Linked DNA regions of Rattus norvegicus: region 1 is linked to region 2. A link is a contact called in public HiChIP or PLAC-seq data. All regions are on one chromosome and are shown on one strand. The core of a region is the stretch at or near the end of the contact, and the rest is flanking DNA. Distances in the headings are between cores, read along the strand shown.

What was found. HiChIP or PLAC-seq counts read pairs in DNA pulled down with a chosen protein or histone mark.
Region 1: an H3K27ac HiChIP or PLAC-seq map of oligodendrocytes shows a contact between it and region 2, with 4 times the contacts expected there. The contact joins the promoter of Tsga10 here to the promoter of Cracdl in region 2. A contact is called at or near these places in 2 of 12 Hi-C or Micro-C datasets (frontal cortex and mammary epithelial cells) and 1 of 1 datasets of contacts at active chromatin or transcription factors (oligodendrocytes).

The regions. Positions count from the first base shown.
Region 1 is chr9:47,592,066-47,595,558 of GRCr8, forward strand. Tsga10 (testis specific 10) reads right to left here and starts at 1,996. Exons shown (of 20, transcript NM_001393709.1): 1 at 1,942-1,996.
Region 2 is chr9:47,444,479-47,448,394 of GRCr8, forward strand. Cracdl (CRACD like) reads right to left here and starts at 2,134. Exons shown (of 11, transcript XM_063268117.1): 1 at 1,766-2,134.

The sequences.
Region 1 (3,493 bases), core at 746-3,245, 150 kb after region 2:
AGTCATTAAAGTTTAAACTTTTCTTAAGGTAAACAACAACAAAATCTCCCCAGTCATTTCACTCCAAGCTCCAAGCTCATCTCTGTTTCTACAATCCAGTCTCTAAAGAAATAACTTATGTTCTCAATGCAGCATGAAACAATGGAGAGGCAGTGTTTATCAAGACCTTAGAAACCCAAGACGGAGTTAGCTGTTCTCTGAAGGCTTTTCTAGACCAAAGGGATTAGTAATTTAAGACTAAGACTAATGGTGCAACTAAAACAAAAAGAACTACCTTCCCCACTGCCTCTCCTCAAAACATGAGATGCATATATTTTAATACCCATAACCCTGTCAGATATTTGAAAACCCACCGACAGTAAATTGTGGTATATCTTTACAGTGGAACACTAGCAAACTACCTAGAAGCAGTAAGGATACAACCTCTAAGTGTTGAAAATAAGCTGTAGAACACCTGCTACAGTTTCCCTTCTATAAAGTCCCCTAACAAGGCAGACTGTAAGCTGTACTTTTGCACAGGATGATAAAACTACTAGGAAAAGCAAGAAAATGGCTAGCATTGCCAGTATGGGGAATAAAGGAAGCGCAAGAGCATGTGACTTGTTAGGGAATAAATTACACCTGTTTTAATGGCCTCTACTTGTGGAAAACTTTAAAACCAAATGATTTTTAAACAAATGAGACATTAGACTGAAAACAGAACCCAGAGGCTCTCTCTTTGCCTGGTTATATTCTGGGCTACGGCAATGATTCTTCTTTGGAAAATAAGTAAAACCTGTTTTTAAAACTGCCATTAAATAATATCGAGGTTTGGGGGTTTGAAAGGAATATTGGTTGATGTAATATATTTATTATTTCTTTCCCAGTAATTAAGACAGAAGGACTTAGTTCATTGCTTAATTAAAATACAATTGTTTTGTTCTTCAAGCACAGTTAAATATAACTTCCCTTTAGCTTAACAACCTATTCTATTCCGAAATTACTATGACTTTATTTCCCGAAAGTGAACAAAATGTACTCGAAATCCTGAAAACCAGTAGAATAAAATGACTAGCTAGTACCGTGGGACATGCAGGTCTGCAGGGGCTTAAAGAAAACACCGAACCCTGTCACTTGTGCAAACCTTTCTTAAAATCTAAATCGTTGACTGAAGATTATATACAAATACTTATGTACATATATACGTCGGCATTTTTAGATATTAAATGCATGACAGATGCCTATTTGAGTCTTGAATAAGTTTTCAAACAAAAACCAGCCTACCCTGCCTTTCCTCTGTACAAACTAGGAGATTGTGAGATTTTTTTTTCATGCAAAATTCAATTTCTCCCTTCATCTGCCTTCTAATCTATAAAGAAGAGATTGAGGAGAGACTGGGGGGTCCTGAAACAGACAGGCTAAACTTCCAAATGCCACAGCTTCACCTCAGTGTCTCTAAGCAATCAGTCCCCCAACAACCAAGCTGAGGCAGGCAGCAGCGAAGCGGTCACCATAGGAACTGGGCTCAACCATGAACTCCCCAGAAACTAGGGTAAATTTTGCTCCTGGAAGCCATCCTACCCGGCGGGTTACCCACGACACAGCTGCCCAAACAGCGATGCCCACCCCGGGCCACCGTGAGGCTCTCCCCACCCTCTTGCAGCCGCCCCGGAGTGGCTCTCTTCTAGCCCAGCGCACCTCCGAGGCTTCTCCCTGGAGCTCCGCAGCCCTCCCCTGGCCTCCGCGGCCACCGTCCTCCCCGGAGCTCATCCCGGCCACTATGGGGCCTATGGCCTTGCCAGAGATCCAGCCCCACCCCGGCCTCCATCCTCCGCCCCTGTCTCCTTCTTCCCGCCCCCTGGCTCCGCCCCGGCGGAGGCCGGCGCTGGGCAGGGCGCAGCGGGAAGAGGGCGGGAGCGGTTAGCTCGGGGCTGGCCGACGCCCCGCCCTCACGCTCTGTACCTGAGCGGGGCTCTCCTTCCACCTCCCCGGCGCCTCCGCTCCACTTCCGTCCGGCGCGCCCTAGCCCCCGTGCGCACGCGTACTTGGCTCGACACGCCCTCTCGTGGGGGGGGGAACTACGGATCGTGCGCGCGCACCCGAGCGAGCACGTAGCGACGTAGACAGCAGCGGGCCCGAGCTGTCAGGGCTCCGACTTGAGGCCTTTTCCTGGTCCATCCGCGCCGCGCAGGCGCACGGCCACGCAGCGCCGTGATGGCCGACCCGTGCGTCCAGTCTCTTAGTAACCATCCTCCAGCCTGCGCTTGCGAGGAGGTAGCCGGAACGCGCAAGCGCGGTGGCCGTCGCCCGGCGCTGGCGCCCCTGCTGCGGTCCCAGGAACCCCAGGCGTTTCTAGCTGAGGGAGGCGGTTACTCCCTAGAGCTGCTCCGGTGCGCAGCCATCGTCAGGAAGCTGTGCTGTGGGAGCCTTAAGGTGGGGGACCCTGTCGCAGCTTCCTGGCGGGAGACGATCTGTCCTGGTGCCACGGGTCTGCTCGGGTCAGGATGGATCTGGGAAATGGCAGATCCAGCATTCATCTCCCCCATGCCAGTCGGGCATTTCTGTTCTACACGCCGGTCCTCTCTAGCACGCTTAGCAATGAAAATCAAGAAAGGATATAAAACCTCGTGAGATGTTAAATACTGTATCTGAAGGTTTTACCCCGAGTTTGGCTCCTACCAGCGAGCAAAATTGGGCCTTTTCTTATCCGACGTATTTTTTTTTCTATTCGAGAGCCTTAAAATGGCATCTCGAATCTTTCTAAATGGAAATGAGCCCCGCGCTGTGCTGCCATTGTTTTTTTTTTTTTCAGTTTAGCATGAAAAGTATTTTGTCATACTGCTTTTGTGAGTGCGTTACCGCTTCTACCCATCTTAGCCAGAAGGTTTTTTTTTTTACCCCGTTTTTATTTATTTTATTAGGACGCAAAGTAAATAGGTTTCTTTGTGGCATTTGCCTTCAAAATTTGTTTCTGTTGTCCACTCCCCTTGCCGTTCCACTCCAGTGACCCCAGTGGTCCCTGCCTTTTTCATGTCACAGTGTTCTGTTACCCTCAAACCACTCTTTCCCGCCTCACCTTGTAGTTTCGTGAGCTATGTCCACATTCACACCCGTATTTACCCCCTACATGTAAAGCTAGAATCGGCATGCAAGAACATAATGGCTTTTGACTTCGTGAGTCTGTTATCTCATTTAAAATAATTTCCAAGTCCGTTTTTCTGCAGATTTCGTGACTTGTTTTTATGGTAGAGTCAAGTTTCGTCGTATATGTACAATGCTCCCATTATTGGTTCATCTGTTCAGGATATTTAGGCCGGATCCATTCCCTGGCTCTTGTGAATAGCGCAGCAATAAACAGGAATAAATAGTCAAGTGTCCCTGTGGTAGCGTGTGAAGGCCTCCGGGCGTATCAGAAGCAGTAACTCTAGGTCGCGGGTAGCTCTGTGTAGTTTTTTGAGAAGTCTTCACACTGAGTTCACGTCAGTTTGCATGCCTTCCAGCACTGTGAAAGGGC
Region 2 (3,916 bases), core at 884-3,383:
CTCGAGCAGCCAAAGGAGGGAAGAAGCTCTCTGGAATCTCGACTATAATGAACTTTAATCCAGTGCAGGGGGGACCATCTCATAAAATCCATCACCACAGAGCCTTCAGGACAGGGATCTAGAGGTGGGCACACAGGCAGAATGCTGCCACTTCTCCCCTTCTCCATAAAGATCCAAGTAGACAGATTTGAGGCGCGATTTGATAAGGCCCAAAGAACCAGGCTGAGTGCTGATGCTCCTAGCCCGACCACCCTAGCAGACAGCCTACCACGCGCCAAAATTCACACCCTCACCAGCTCCTGCAGCACAGCCACGCAACAGCTATGGATGGATACTCCCCTTATGGGCTATTACACCAATTCTATAAATGGGGAGAGGCTGCTGGAGAAGCTGAAACAAATCTAGAACCACAGCGAGTCCAAGAGAACGCCTCTCAGGTTACAAAAAAAAAAAAAAAAAAAAAAAAAAAAAGAAAGAAAGAAAGAAAGAAAAAAGTCAGCCATGCTACTAGAAATGTTAAATGCAACATTTTGAAGCATTTAAAATAAATATGAAAATCCATGATGTTACAAAATACCTCAATCTTAAGTAAAGGACGGGGTCAGTCTTCCTGATCTCTTGGTCTTGTCTCATGCTCCAATATGGAATTGCACAACACTAGGATCGAGCCTGGAATTCAGCCCAGCTCAACATGGGGCAGACATCTTCAGCCACCCACCCCCCACGGAGCTTTCTCGCCACCATTTTATAATCACAAAGAGCTCTTGAGGTGATCTTGATCCTCAGTCATCTCAGGTGTGTGTCAGCACGACTTAGTTCCCAGGGAACATCAGGGCTGAGATTCTAGTTCGTGGTTGCTATGTATTTAGGTAAATGAAAGGAAGTTCCAGCCTCCACCAAAGGAGGGGCTTACTTTAAAATAGTTCTGGAAGGTGCGAGGTGGGCTCCCAAGAGAGAGGCAAACACAGGTGCCTGTGTCCCGCTTAGATTTTCTGGTTCAGTCCTGACACGGTGCCAACTGGCCACCTGCAGGCAACAAGTCCAGTCACACCGCGGTCTTCCTATTCCCTTGCATTTCAAAAAACAAATGCTTGCTCATTTGGGTAACTACTCCGCCTCTCAGCACATGTACACCTACCTACCTCATACCGAAAACGAAGTCCTGCCGGTTAGTAAATGACTGCTCAACAAATATTTGTTGATTCAAATCCTGATTATGTCTAAGATTAAACTCAGAATCCCCTCTGGTGCCTTGTAACCTAAGCCCCAAGCCTGTTAAATAAACCATGACCCGAAGCATAAGGAAGACAGTCAGTGTGTTCACTGTCTCCCTCGCCGTGGCCCTTGGAGACAGACGCGATTATGCCTCTGGTACTAAGAACTGAAATGCGGGCAGCAAGCCCTGCTCCCCCTCTCCCTCTGTTAGTGTTAAAACTGGTTAAACTGCTCAGGTCTGCCTCCCATTTCAAAGTTAAGTCCAGCAAAGCGCTCAGAGGAAAACTTTAGGCACTTGCGCGTCTGGCTTTTCTTGGCCCCACCGACCATGGTGTCGTGGACGTGGCCCCTACAGGGGTGGCGTGGGTCCCGCGTCCAAAGGGCCAGGGACTACCTGAGCTCTGCTCGCCACCACCTCCCCAGCTCCACGTCCGGACGCGACTTCAGGAACGCGTCAGACTCTTCCCCCCAACCTTGCTCCCTCCAACCTCCCTGGGTCTGCGTTCCACGCGTGCTGCGTGCCCACGCCACTTCAGACCGTCCCAGGTACCTGGCACCGGAGCGTGGCCGTGCGTGGCGAGCGTGACGAGAAGGGCTCAGTCCGCGGGGACACGCGTGGGGCTGCTCTGCCGGGGTGCGCGCTGACCCCCAGCTGCAGAGTCGAGAGCCAGCGGCGTCGCGCAGCAGGTGGCGGTAGGGCGCGAGGACCGCAGGGTCTGCGGCCGGGGGATGGACGCGGACGCGACCCTCGGGCGGCCGCGCTGGCCCTGCGCTGGGCGCGCGCTCGCGGCTCCGGGCTCGGCTGCGCGCGGCCCGGCGGGGGCGGACGCGGCTGTTCCGCTCTGCTCAGCTCTGCTCCGCGCCGCCCAGGCCCGCGCGCCTCCCCCGCGCCTCTCCCGCCGGGCACGCGGGACCCTGGCCACCCCACGCGGCGGCGCTGCAGAGCTGGGAGCTTGGCTGGCTTCTGACTACGTGAGGTCCGAGGACCCGGGGACCCCGGCCGGGACGAGGACGCCCACGATCGCGGCTCCTGCGCGCCACCTCCCTGCCACCTTGGCCTCGGAGAGTGGGCGCCCGGGTGGCAGGGAGGGACGTGCACATATGGATAAAAGTAAAAGTTGTTTCGTAACCTTATGGGTCCGAGCGTCTGAAGGCTAATGGGGGAAACTGCCGCCCCGTCTCTAGGTGAATCATTGCTGTGATCCTGGCAAGTGTGGTATAAAAAGCTGAAGGAGAGATCTCAGCCTCGTTCCCCACCCCCACTCCCTCATCTAACTGGGGAGCTGCTGGCCCATTTGGAGAAGAAACGCACTGGCCTTGAATACCTACCTGCTTAGCTCATCAGCTAGCTACCTACAGAAAGAGTCCCACTTTGGCCTGCTGACACTGTCATCGGCAGGGATGAAGTACAAGGAATATCAGCTGAGCCCCAGCAGGGCGCCCAAGCCTCAATAGCAGGAGCCCCAGGTGGAAAAGAATCCTCCCATCAGACAGTGGCACTGGAGTGGAGTGGTCCCTGAGTTCTGACTTCCCAGCGATGTTAAGAGGGCTATTGTCAGATCTAGAGGAATTCTTGGGGCTGATTACTCTGGATCAGGGACACTGAGAACCCAAGAAGCACACACTTGCAACTCTATCTTGAAAAGTCTTTTTCCACAGCTGGCTTTAAAATGAGACAAAAAATCCCAAACAAAATAGGAAGACCGAGAAAGAACCTGGGGATAGGTCTCATTTGCTCGGACACCTGAAAGGACGTTAGTTGCTTCTTTAACTTTTAGGTGTTATCGATCCCTTTGGTTCAAGCTTGTCACTTAAAAGTCTCCTTTGATAGTTAAATGAAATTAATTCCCTCTAAGAACATAAACAAATCATGAATCAGACTCCAAATTGACAACCACTCGCAATAGGCAGGTGACTCACAGAGGAGCAAATGAATTGGTTAGGTGTGTGTGTTTGCCTTGTTTGAAATCCTCAAGCTAAACTGAACTAGGCAAACCCGTGCCCTCACCTGCCTTGAGCCTGCTGCTGCTTGCTGTTCAGATCCACGTGTATTCTGCATGGCTATAACCGCTAAATATTTATTGACTCTGTAACTTGCCTTTCTAACCTAAGAATTTTGTTTCCAGGCTATCAGAAGCCTCTGGCTTTATTCGTCTGTGCTTGTGGGTGGCTTTTGAAGTTCCAGGAGGGTTTCAGAGGACAAAAAAACCTACAGGATCTCGGTGATTAGCTAAGGCTTAGAACTCGGTGTCAACACCCAAAATAGAATGTGGTTGGGAATGTGGTGACTGGGTTGGCAACAGGGAAAGCTAAGGAGGAGCTGTGAGGAAGAAGAGCTGCCTACAGGAGACTCCCAGGGACTTCCACCTTCGTGGACATCTCTGGTTCTCAGAGATCCTGTCCACCGGTTCTTCCCATGGTTTCTGTCACCAAGCCTTCAAGCCAGCTGAGCAGAAGCTGTTGTATTCAAGGCTCAAAGGAACTTCAAAGGAAACATAGTTTCTTAAAGCCAGCAGAAACCACCACACAGGGAAAGCATAGGGTCGGGTGTTTTCCAGCCTCTACAAAGTCTCAGCCATCTCCAAACACCCTCTTCCAAGGGAAGAGACCTTCTGACGAGACTGAGGAGGCGATGCTACTCCTAACTCCATTATCTGTCTCATCTGGGGACACATCATTGTGAAAAGTTAAGATGCTGTTG